Linked DNA regions of Mus musculus: region 1 is linked to region 2. A link is a contact called in public Hi-C data. All regions are on one chromosome and are shown on one strand. The core of a region is the stretch at or near the end of the contact, and the rest is flanking DNA. Distances in the headings are between cores, read along the strand shown. Region 1 overlaps Gm35426 (a long non-coding RNA gene). Region 2 has its middle 48 kb from the start of Gm34969.

Evidence for each region. Hi-C and Micro-C count contacts between places; a contact is called where the count stands out from the background.
Region 1: a contact with region 2 is called in a Hi-C map of muscle stem cells, with 5 times the contacts expected there. The contact joins two enhancer-like sites. A contact is called at or near these places in 2 of 15 datasets of contacts at CTCF or cohesin (the NIH/3T3 cell line and stem cell-derived epiblast-like cells), 6 of 484 Hi-C or Micro-C datasets (embryonic fibroblasts, embryonic stem cells and muscle stem cells), 2 of 115 datasets of contacts at active chromatin or transcription factors (embryonic fibroblasts and embryonic stem cells) and 1 of 9 other capture datasets (embryonic stem cells).

What each region holds. Positions count from the first base shown.
Region 1 is chr1:186,459,163-186,465,048 of GRCm38.p6, forward strand. Gm35426 (a long non-coding RNA gene) reads right to left here. Exons shown (of 3, transcript XR_373805.1): 3 at 4,678-4,981. Among named protein-coding and RNA genes, the nearest start is that of Gm35426, 24 kb to the right of the region's middle. Within about 2 kb of position 1,834, at least 48 of the 459 cell types and tissues checked have an H3K27ac peak or open chromatin away from gene starts, as enhancers often do. A contact at or near this core is called in muscle stem cells, where this site is marked.
Region 2 is chr1:185,532,785-185,538,467 of GRCm38.p6, forward strand. No RefSeq gene overlaps it. Among named protein-coding and RNA genes, the nearest start is that of Gm34969, 48 kb to the left of the region's middle. Within about 2 kb of position 2,802, at least 17 of the 459 cell types and tissues checked have an H3K27ac peak or open chromatin away from gene starts, as enhancers often do. A contact at or near this core is called in muscle stem cells, where this site is marked.

The DNA of each region.
Region 1 (5,886 bases), core at 584-3,083, 930 kb after region 2:
TAGATCAAGAGAACAGGCAGTTAAAAGGTCTCCGTTCTCAGAAGAAAATTAATTCTGATGAGGGTATATACAGGGAGAACTTTTAAAGCTTTTTCCAATGTGCCTGAAATATTATTGTTTGAAGAGAGGAAGCAGTGGAGGGGAGCTACAGATTTTTTTTTATGGAAGTAGAAAAAGGAGAGTCCTTCCGAAAGTCACTGTGTCTGAAGTAGAAGCTACAGTTACTGTGTGTGCAGTTCTTATTCTTGTTTTGTTTTGTTTTGTTTTGTTTTGTTTTGTTTTGTTTTGTTTTGTTTTGTTTTGTTTTCAAGACAGGCTTTCTCTGTTAGCTCTGGCTGTCCTGGAACTCTAAAGACCAAGATGGCCTCGAACTCAGAAATCCACCTGCCTCTTGCCTCTGAAATGCTGGGATTAAAGGCGTGTGCCACCTGGTTCATTGTTTTTTGCTTTTTTCTTTTTCTTTTTTTCTTTTTCTTTTTTTCTTTGTTCCTTCATCTAGCAGGAACTCAAGCTTTCTGTGCCTGGAACAAAATCCCTGAGGTAAGTAACTCAGAAGAAGAAAAGGTATTTTGGACCATTATCTCAAAGGTAAGCCCATGGTCTACTGAGCCACTGACTTGGGGTTTATAAGACAAAGCAGACATTATGGCAGAGCTCTAGGGGGTGGAAGCTAAGATGCTTATGCCATGGTGAGCAGGAAGGAGGGCCAAGTCCCCATGTACCTTTCGAGTGCACATGCCCAACACCCTTCTTCTACAAGGCCATCGAGCTCCTAAAAGTTTCATCTATTCCTGATAGCCCCACAGGGTCACCTGTAGCACACAGCCCTTTAGTAGACACTGTAAAGCCCAACTGCAGTAGGCTGCACAGGAAAAGCACCAGTGAAAATGACATTGTTGACCGAAGCTGAAACCTAGTGGTATATACCACCCTTGGCACACGCAAGCAGATAGTTTGGTTGATTTTTAAAAATGGGAGAAAGTCCCTGGGAGCTCTAGGGGGTCTGGATGGTTCATATGGCTGTTCCTCATATGGGAGTGCAAACCACTTCAACTCCTTCAATTCTTTCTTTAGCTCCTCCATTGGGGACCCTATGCTCAGTCCAATGGATGGCTGAGAGCATCCATCTCTGGCAGAGCCTATCAGGAGATAGCTATATCAGGATCCTGTCAGCAAGCACCCACCAAAGAATACACATAGAGGGACTCATAGCTCCAGCTGCATATGTAGCAAAGGATGGCCTTGTTGGACATCAATGGGAGGAGAGGCCCTTGGTCCTCTGAAGGCTCGATAGATGCCCCAGTGTAGGGAAATGCCAGGACAGACAAGAGGGAGTAGGTGGGTTGGTGAGCAGGAGGAGGAGGGATGGATAGGGGGTTTTCAGAGGGGAAACCGGGAAATGGGATAACATTTGAAATGTAAATAAAGAAAATATCTAATAAAAAATATGTGAAAAATGGGAGAAAGTCGTAAGTATCCTCAGGATGAGTTGATATACACTTAAAACTGGCAAGATGGTTGCTGAAAAGCAACCCGACTTGGAGTTGTTAGAGTCCAGGATGAACTTGGCTTTTGGGAAAGCGGAGCTTTCCAGGCTCAAGTGAGCCCCGTCCATCGGGGCTGGCAGTGGTGAGCACAGGAGAAAGGAGAGACGTGAGCGAGGGTAGAGGAGAACAGGGGTGAGATTTCTCCAGCTGGTGCCAAGACGGGGCTGTTACCAGGTATCTGTCCACAGAAGCCCGGTGCCAAGCAGAGAGAAGGCCTGTCAGAGTCTGGGAACTGAGAAGGAAGGCGGGAGCCTAGAAAGTAGGTCAACACAGTGACTCACTATGGAGGGGCTGAGCAGGAGACCAGCCACAGCATGACCAAAGGTGGAAGACCAGGGAGTCAGAGTGGAAACACGGTGTTGATGGGCTGGCAGGAGAATGTGCTGGAAAATACCCTTCCCTGCCGCAAGCCCTCTGTGCTGCAGTTTCTCTGACAGCCATAGATAGTCCAAGCGGCAGCTAGCCAGGGCAGTTGGATGTTATATGTAAATGTGTCTCTGTGTCTTCTCTCTCTCTCTCTCTCTCCCTCTCTCTCTCTCTCTCTCTCCCTCTCTCTCTCTCTCTCTCCCCATCTCTCTGTCTGTCATGTCTCTGTTTCTGTCTCTCTTACTCTGTCTCTGTCTGCACCTCTCTGTGTGTGTCTCTCTCTCCCTTCTTCTCTTCCTTCCTCTCTTTCTCCCTCCATCACTCTGTCTGTCTGTCTCTCTGTCTGTCTCTGTCTTTCTCTTTCTGTCTCTCTCTCCCCCTTCCTCTCCCTCTCCCTCTCTCCCTCTCCCCAAACCCCACCTCTCTCTCTCTTGCTCTCTTTCTCTCTAGCTTACTGGCTATATGAGTCCCTGTGTGTATGAGTGAGTGTGAGTGTAGGCATGTGTACATATGTGTACATGGGCATGTAAGTTCCAGAAAACAACTTAGACTGTAACTTATCTGCTGCTTTCTACTTGGTGTTCTTAAGACAGGATGTCACACTGGTCTTGACCTCACCCATTAGGCTGGCTGGTCATGGAGCTCTGTCTCCAGCTCTCCAGGACTAGGATTACAATCACAAGTCACAACACCCAGTCTTTTTATATAGGTTCTAGGACATTGAACTCAGTTCTTCTTGCTTGCACAGCAAATACTTTGCTACTGAGCTCTCTCGACAGCCCATGTTGAACGTACTTTATATGAATTCACCAAATGAGATCCATGCCAGATTTACTCGAATTGAACAAAAAGGTACTGAGTTGGTACTCTGTTGGGTGGAGGAGCAACTAAGGCCACAGACAGGAAGAATGTCTGGTTTAGATGTGCCTAGCCATGACACAGCATAGGAGTGAGTCACCAAACATCAAGCTATGGGGAAAACTGCTGTACATAGTTGTATAGGTTGCTTTTTCTCTTCTTTACTTTTTAAAATTTTGTTTAGATATCTTTTTTACTTTCATTGGATATTTTCTTTATCTACATTTCACAAGTTATCCCATTTCCAGGTCTCCTCTCCAGAATCCCCCATCCCATCCCCCTTGCCCTGCCTCTATGAGGGTGCTCCCCCATCTACCCACCCACTCCCACCTTCCCTCCCTTGCATTCCCCTACAGTGGGGCATTGAACACCCTCAGGCCCAAGGACCTCTCCTCTCACTGATGTCCAATAAGGCCATCCTTTGCTACATATGCAGCCAGGACCATGGGTCCCTCCATGTGTACTTTTTGGTTGGTGGTCCAGTCCAGTCCCCAGGAGCTCTGAGGATCTGGCTGGACACTGTTGCTCCCTCCATGGGGCTGCAAAACCCCTCAACTCCTTCAGTTCTTTCTCCAACTCCTCCATCAGGGACCACGTACTCAGTCCAAGGGTTGGCTGCAAGCCTCCCCCTCTGTATTTGTCTGGCTCTGGCAGAGCCTCTCTGGAGACAGCCATATGAAGCTTCCATCACAAGCACTTCCCAGCATCCACAATTGGCAACTGTATATGGCATGGATCCCCAGGTAGGCAGTCTCTGGATGGCTTTTCCTTTATTCTCTGTTCCACACTTTGTCTCCATATTTTCTCCTGTGAGTATTTTGTTCCCCAAAGCTCCCACACTTTGTTCTACCTTCTTCTTGAGCTTCATATCATCTGTGAATTGTATCTTGGGTATGCCAAGCTTTTGAGCTAATATCCACTTATCAGGGAGTGCATACCATGTGTGTTCTTTTGTGACTGGGTTACCTTACTCGGGATGATATTTTCAAGTTCCATCTATTTTCCTGTGAATTTCATAAATTCATTGTTTTTAATAGCTGAGTAGTATTCCATTGTGTAAATGTACCACATTTTCTGTATCCATTTCTCTGTTGAGGGACATCTGGGTTGTTTTCAGCTTCTGGCTATTATAAATAAGGCTGCTATGAACATAGTGGAGCATGTGTTCTTATTACATGTTCTGGGTATATGCCCAGGAGTGGTATAACTAGGTCCTCACTTATATGTCCTATTTTCTGAGGAACCACCAGACTGATTTCCAGAGTGGACATACCAGCTTGCAATCCCACCAGCAATGGAAGAGTGTTCCTCTTTCTCCACATTCTCGCCAGGATCTGCTGTCATCTGAGTTTTTGATCTTAGCCATTCTGACTGGTGTGAGGTGGAATCTCAGGGTCATTTTGATTTGCATTTCCCTGATGACTAAGGGTGTTGAACATTTCTTTAGGTCCTTCTCAGTCATTCAAGTTTTCTCAGTTGAGAATTCTCTGTTTAGTTCTATTTTTAATGGGGCTATTTGGTTCTCTGGAGTTTAACTTCTTGAGTTCTTTGTATATATTGGATATTAGCCCTCTATCAGATGTAGATTTGTAAAGATCTTTTCCCAATCTGTTTGTTGCCATTTTTTCCTATTGACAGCATACACCAGCTGGTATGAGGCTTCCAACACACATACAGTAGAGGACTTCCAGGCCTATGTTTATTCAGAGATGATACACCTAACCCTCAAGAGACTGGAGGCCCCAGGGAGTTTAGAGGTCAGATGGGGTAGAGGATAGGGGCATCTATGTGGAGACGGAGTGTGGTGGGGAGGAGATGTGGGATGTGGAGCAGTTGGAGGGTGGGAAGGGAGGGGTGGGGAATGGAATATGGAGTGTAAAAAAATGAATTACAAATAAAATTAAATTAAAAAAATAGTTAGAAAATGGCAGCTTCTCCACACCATGATTTTATACAGAACTAATAGTCTTTTAGCCTTTTCTCGTATTCATAAAAATACACTTGATTCAAATGAAAAGAATCTGAAGGTGTCACTGAGAGCTCAGGGAAGGACTAAGGGGCAGCGGCAGCATTTTGGTTCCTTCGTTACCTAGGCCAACGAATGGGATAGTGGAAAGCCCAGATGGAGGAGAGACACTCGTCCTTGCTTCACCTCTTCACTGGATTTGGAAGTTCAGAGGAATGCTTGTGGTGATTTGTAAGTCCTTCACCTATAAAAAGTGAATTAAAACAGACTCAGTCTCAACGCCATTGGGCAGTTACAGGGATTCAATGTGTTAACAAGAACTCAGAATAGGATCCCTCATGTATTTGGTATGCCAGAGTACTAGATACTTTTTCTTGAGGACTGGACCTAGAACCATAAACTCTTGGCATGCTATTATGAACAAGGAAGCTGTCAAAGAACTCACTTCCTGTGACCAGAAAAGGTAACTGGACAGATCGATAGAAAAATGTTATGATAACCCACAGGAGGAAGAAGAGAGGAGGGGCTGGTGAGAGAGCCATGGTGATGATGACCTGAAGACTCAAAGCAGTGAGAGTAGCAAGTGGATTATTAGTGAGCAAACTGGGGAGCTCTGGGACAAGGCAGAATGCCTAGTGACAGTCTAGTCACACCAACGTGAGAAGGCAGGACTGTACTATCGCCGTCTTACCAGGGCAAAGGTGCCTGTTTGGAGACTTTGAAGTTGAATGTGTTATAATGAGAGACAAACTCTGTCTCCTAATCCAACAGCACAATTCACTGCTGTGTGTTTGATCACGCTGCAAGTCTAGCTGCCTGCTGCCTGAGTCGGTATCATCTCCTGCCTAAAAGTCTTAGAAATCATCCCTTTACTTAGGCTCCATTCTCCTCCGAGGACATAAGCTTCCACACAACAGCAAGAAGCAGAACAGAAATCATCAGCTGGAAGGGCCTCCAGAGGTTTCTGACTGACTGCACTCTGTGAACACACCCCTCACAGGTTTCTCAGGCCTCGCAGGATGTGGCTATCGATCTCCTTACCTAAACCTTCTCACCACTTGCTCCACAGTCACACTTTGTCCCCTGCAAAGTGCAAACTCATGGTGTGACTATGAAACGCCTCCACAGGCTCATGTGTTGGGGACCTGA
Region 2 (5,683 bases), core at 1,552-4,051:
AGCCACTTCTAGAGCCAGGACTTTTATTACTTACACAGACAGCGAAAAGAAGGGTGGCAGAGAGCACTCAACTCAGCACTGTGGTGACCAGAAAGAGAACAAAGAAACATGGAGGACTGAGAGTCCCCGTGGAGGACCACATTCTAAACTGCAGCTCCGTGGGATTATGGTCTGCATCTCTGCTTTGAGGAGGGCAGATGAAATGCCTTATTTCTTATCAGAACCTGGGAGGCCATGAGATACTGCCTCAAGCTAGTAGCCCCTGTCTGTCTCTGTCTCTGTCTCTGTCTCTGTCTCTGTCTCTGTCTCTGTCTCTGTCTCTGTCTCTGTCTCTCCCTCCCTCCCTCCCTCCCTCCCTCCCTCCCTCCCTCCCTCCCTTCCCCTTCCTCCCTCCTCCCTCTTTCCTTTCATTTTGAGGGCTCTGGTCTGCCTTGCCTGAATTTCTCATGCTGCTGCTGGGCAGATTTTAGACAGATTTAGGCTACTGTAGTGGAGTCTTTCAGAATGCTGTGGGAAAACCACATGGCAGTGTCTTAGCAGCTGAGCTTAGCCTAATGTTTAAGAGCTGAGACTACAGTTGGGATTGCTGCCCTCACCAGCAGGGTGAACGTAAGGAAATTAATTATTCAGCACCTGTAGCTTTCCCTCATCTATAGAATGGCAAGCGAGCATTGTGGGTTTTGTTGTTGTTGTTGTTGTTGTTTTTTTTTTTTTTTTGAGACAGGGTTTCTCTGTGTAGCCTTTGCTGTCCTGGAACTCACTTTGTAGATCAGGCTGGCCCGGAACTCAGAGATCCGCCTGCCTCTGCCTCTGCCTCCCAAGTGCTGGGATCAAAGGCGTGCGCCACCAGCCAGCATTGTGTTTTGAATGTGAAATGTTCCTCCTAGGCTATTGTGTTTGAATCTTTGGTCTCCAGCTGGTGGTGCTGCCCTGGAAGGTTCCGCTGCCCTTCAGAGGGGAAGAGATGTTGGAGGAAGTGAGTCACTGGAAGGCAGGCCTGAGGTTTGATTGCCTGGCCCCATTTCCATTCCTGACTGCTAATACAATGTAGCTAGTTGCCTCATGTTCTTTTTGCTATGCCTTCCTGGCTGTGGTGAACATCTCCCCAAAGCCTGAGCCAAAGCAACCCTTTGTCAGAGCAAAACAATTCCCTGACTGAGGGGTGGGTGCATAGGAAACCTTCGGGAAGGGTAGGGGCAACTTGCTTAGGATGGAGTCTGATACATTTGTGACTGATAAAGTAACTCTAAGCCTTACTGAGAATGCAGTGTAGTGCTGTGTTCTCCGCTGAGCCCTTGACACAGGTGAGAAAGGAAAACACTTTAAACACGGTCCATTTACCCTTGAGCCAACTGAACATGGATACTTGGTCACGAAGTGGAATGCCAAGGAACATTGACAATGGTCTTTGCAAAAGAAAGAGAGCAGTCATTAAGACCCAGCTCCTGGCTGGCCTCTAATTGCAGCACTGAGTTGGTCCACTGACTTGTTGCTAAAGGTTGGAGGGTCACTGGGTACTGGCCATGACCAAGGAGTGTTGTCACAGAGTGTCTTTGTGTAACAGTGCTGGCTACCCACCATGCAACACCTTTCCTTTATTCTCAGGGTCTAGCCCTGGAAGCCTGCACAACTGCCTTGGTCCTTCTGACCCCAACAACTGGTCATTTCATGCCCCATGGGATGCTAGCTGAAGACATTAAACACAGGTGTGTGGGGACAGAGGGCTAGAGTGTAACCCTTTCCCAATTAGCAGCCTGTTGGTTTTTTGAAACTCAATAGCATAGAGTGAACCAGACGCCCCTGTCTGGAGCTTTGTATTCAGCTCAGGATCCAACTCTCAGTGGAAAATTAAAAACAAAGTCATTATTATATATTAGATTTATTAAAAATGCAACTATTACCAAGAGCCCGTGGGCATGTGTGGAAAATGCTGTAATTAAATTAAATTAAATTAAATCCAGCAGTTAGAAGTAACATTTTCCACTAAGGAGAAGGAGGACAATGGAGGGGGAAAGCAAAGCCCATCAGAGAATTCTAAACCAGAGAAGTGTGAGGAGTGGCCAGGATTCTTCTAGGAGGAAGATGTTATAACCGTTATTGTTATTATTGTTGCTGCCCTGAGATAATGGAAAAGTAATATATAAATTTTGAGGAAAGTTGGAACTTGCCAGGCATTGGGAAATAATATTTACTTGGAAGAAGGTGAATCACATTAAAACCAGGGATGAGAGAGAGAGAGAGAGAGCATTCATTAGGGAAGAGAGAGAAGTTGGCAATCATGTTGGGGGGGTGGGCAAAGCATTTCTAGGTTGCCAAAGATGGGGAAAGTCCAGCTGTCTGCTGGGAGACTCAACCCTCCCTTGTGCATTACTGTTAGGAGGATTGAGGCCATGGGAATCCAGTGGGTCCAGGGTAAGGCCAGAGATCAGTCCTGTCCTTAAGAAAGGCAGTGTTGGTTGCTTTCATGCACATGCCATGTGATCATAGAGAAAAGCAGACATGCAGTTGGTAGGATGGCCCCTGTGGCTGCAAAACAGTCGGGTGGCTCCCCCAAGGCCTGTGAGCATGTCCCCGAATCCCTCAGGAGGCAGAAGGCTCCTCCAGTTAGCTGGGTTTGCTGGACTGGAATCCGTGTTGCCTGAATTGTTGGCTGCTTCTATGACATCAGTATTGGCTGCAGCCATGCTGCTGTTTCAGAAATCCAGACAGTTCTGGGGTATTTTTAACAGATGAAATGGCCCAGGCTGTTAAGGGTGAGGTCAGAGCACAGCCAGTACTTCGGGGGATGATAGTTCTCTGAAATATGTGGTCCGTGGAATCCCCTGGCGATGGCAACTGAAGTCATCATTCTCCTGAGGCTGATGCTTGTGGATACTGATGCCCAGAAACATCCAGTTAGAGTCTCTGTGTGTAGAGGCCAGAGGTTAACACCAGGTCTCCAGTTGCTCTCCTTAAGTTTTGAAGCAGGGTCTCTCACTAAACCGAAAGCTCACTGTTGTAGCTAGACTGGTTGATCAGTGGACTCCAGGGGACTTCCCCTCCTAGCCTTTCCCACTGCTGGCATTACAGATGTGCCTTGCTGCACCCGGCTTTCTGTGTGGGTTCTGGGGATTGAGAATAGGCTCTCGTGCTTGTGTGGCAAATGCTTTGCCATCCCCTGAGCATCTCCTTGGTCCTTGGTTCAGAATCCTTTTTTTTTTTTTTTAAAGTCCATATCAGGAATGTTGTTATTCAGAATTCTAGTAAGGAGGCATGTCTGCTGCCAAGTGGCTCGGTTGGGTTTGGTTGAACGTACTGACCAATAATACCAGTCATATTTGGTTAATTCCTAGTTGGCCAAAGTAGTCAAAATGATTGAAACTTTCAAGTGGAAGGCAACACTGGGCTATCACAGAGCAACTGGGGCATTTTGATTGAAAATTCAGAGCCCCAGGACACAGAGAGGCACTCCTCAGGGGATAGAGAGGCATCTCCTGGGGTGGCACTCTTGGGTATGTTGAGGAGTTTCCTCTGCTCAGGAGGGGAGAATGTGGGGGCTTGGAGTGGTTTATTAAAGTGAACAGCACTAATACACTTCTGAAACTCTGGAGGAAGAGGGGAAGCGAGGACTCTGGCATCCTTGCCAACTGATAGCAAGTGAGGCTGTGCAGTAGAGCCAGTCGGTCTTTAGCTATGAACACAGATTTTGCATTTACACAAAAGGAGTTTGCTATGTAGGGAGGGGTCAGAGGAGTCAAGACATTATTTAATATCATATAATTAAAGAAATCTACTTTCTAGTTTAAACATGCATAGGACTCAGTTTCATAAATGAGAAGTCTTAAGTTTATTTTTGTGCAGGTTTTCAACAAATATTACTGTCAGGGTGAAGCAGCGTTACTTTGATGTACAGTTGGATTTTGGGTGAGATTTTTGGGTTTTCTTAAATCCCTGCAAGGTGTCAGGAGTCAAGTGTTGGAACGGGAGGGGAACCAGATCCTTTCATCCGTATTGATCTGTTTTTGTCAGATCTGCAAAATCACGTGAAAAGCCCACCACACCAAGGCCACACAGAGTGAAGATCACATGTTACTACTTGAGAAAAAAAAAGATTCTATAACTGTTAGTTGAAATCAGAGAATTTCAACCTGTTCTTAGAAGTTTCTCTGTGATAAATCTCCTGTTTCTATAAAAAAGAGTAGGAAGGAAAATAATAACAGGGAAGACATAATATCTTCTGTCTTGGGGTTTTACTGCTGTGAACAGGCACCATGACCAAGGCAACTCTTATAAGGACAACATTTAATTGGGGCTGGCTGACAGGTTCAGAGGTTCAGTCCATTATCATCCAGGCAGGCATGGCCCAGGAGGAGCTGAGAGTTCTACATCTTCATCTGAAGGCTGCTAGCAGAATACTGGCATCTAGGCAGCTAGGGTGAGGGTCTTAAAGTCTATGCCCACAGTGACATACCTATTACAAGGCCACATCTCTCAAGAGTGCCACTCCCAGGGGCAAGCATATACAAACCAACACACCTTACTTTAAATATTTTTCCTATTCATATGTTTTGTGTGTGCATGTACATGTGTATCCATGCATGATGCTCGCATGTGTGTCCTCTGTGTGTGTGTCCGTGCAGGCCTTTGTTATCATTCCTTTGGCACCATCTGCTTTTTATTTTTTGGCACAGGGTATCTCATTCACTTGGAGCTTGCCAAGCGGGGCTAGGCTGATTGGCCAGGATGCTTCAGGGCTCTCCACGCTTCCCCCTTCAGTTCTATGATTAGGAACCTGTCTGTGTCTCTGTCTCCATGCCTGTTTTTTTTTTTTTTTTTTTTTTTTTTAATATGACTTTTTGGAACTAAACTGGTGTCTTTGTGATTGCAATGGAAATCCTCTACTGAATGAGTCATCTTCCCAGCCCTCTACCAATGCTTCTAATACCAGTGGGAGCAGTGCTGAAGAGGAAACACAGCTCCATTATGGTGATCCATCCCGTGTGTACAATTTGCTCTAGGATGTCTTCATAAGACAGATAGCCAGAAAAAGAATTAGGGTTCTGATACTTGATATGGCATTGAGAAGAACAGTAGAGAACCCCCTGCAGTATCTGAGGTTGTATCCAGAATGAACAATCTGGTGGCAAAGTTTTCAGACCGTAGGCTCTCTATTTCTACTGTTGTGTGCATGTCTGAGCTGAGTGAAATGAGTTAACACTGGCGGTTGGCCACCGGAAGGCAGCAGCATGGCTGACTAACACTTTCATTGAGCTGCTGACCAGCTAGCTGGATTGGAGCAGTGAGTGGGGTAGGGGTGGGGGTGGGGGTGTGAATGTAGGGTCTGAGGAAATCTGTGTTGGGTTAGAGAACATGTGGAGAGACAGAAAAGCTTAACAAACAGTTGATACAGACACTAGATCTATGGAGGACAATAAGCAATGATGGGGATTGGTTCTGAATATCCAGTTGCAGCCAACGCCCTTTTGTGGGTAGTGATGGTATAGAATCTCTTGTAGCCTAGGCTGGTCTCGAACTTGCTTTGTAGCCAAGGATGACCTTGAACGCGTGATCCTCCTGATACTGCCTCCCAGGTCTTAGGATTACAGGTGTGCACCACCATGCACCCCATGATACTGGGGATCAAACCCGGGGCTTGGTGCAAGCCCCTTACCAACCGAGCTGTATGAGATGACTTAAAAATCAA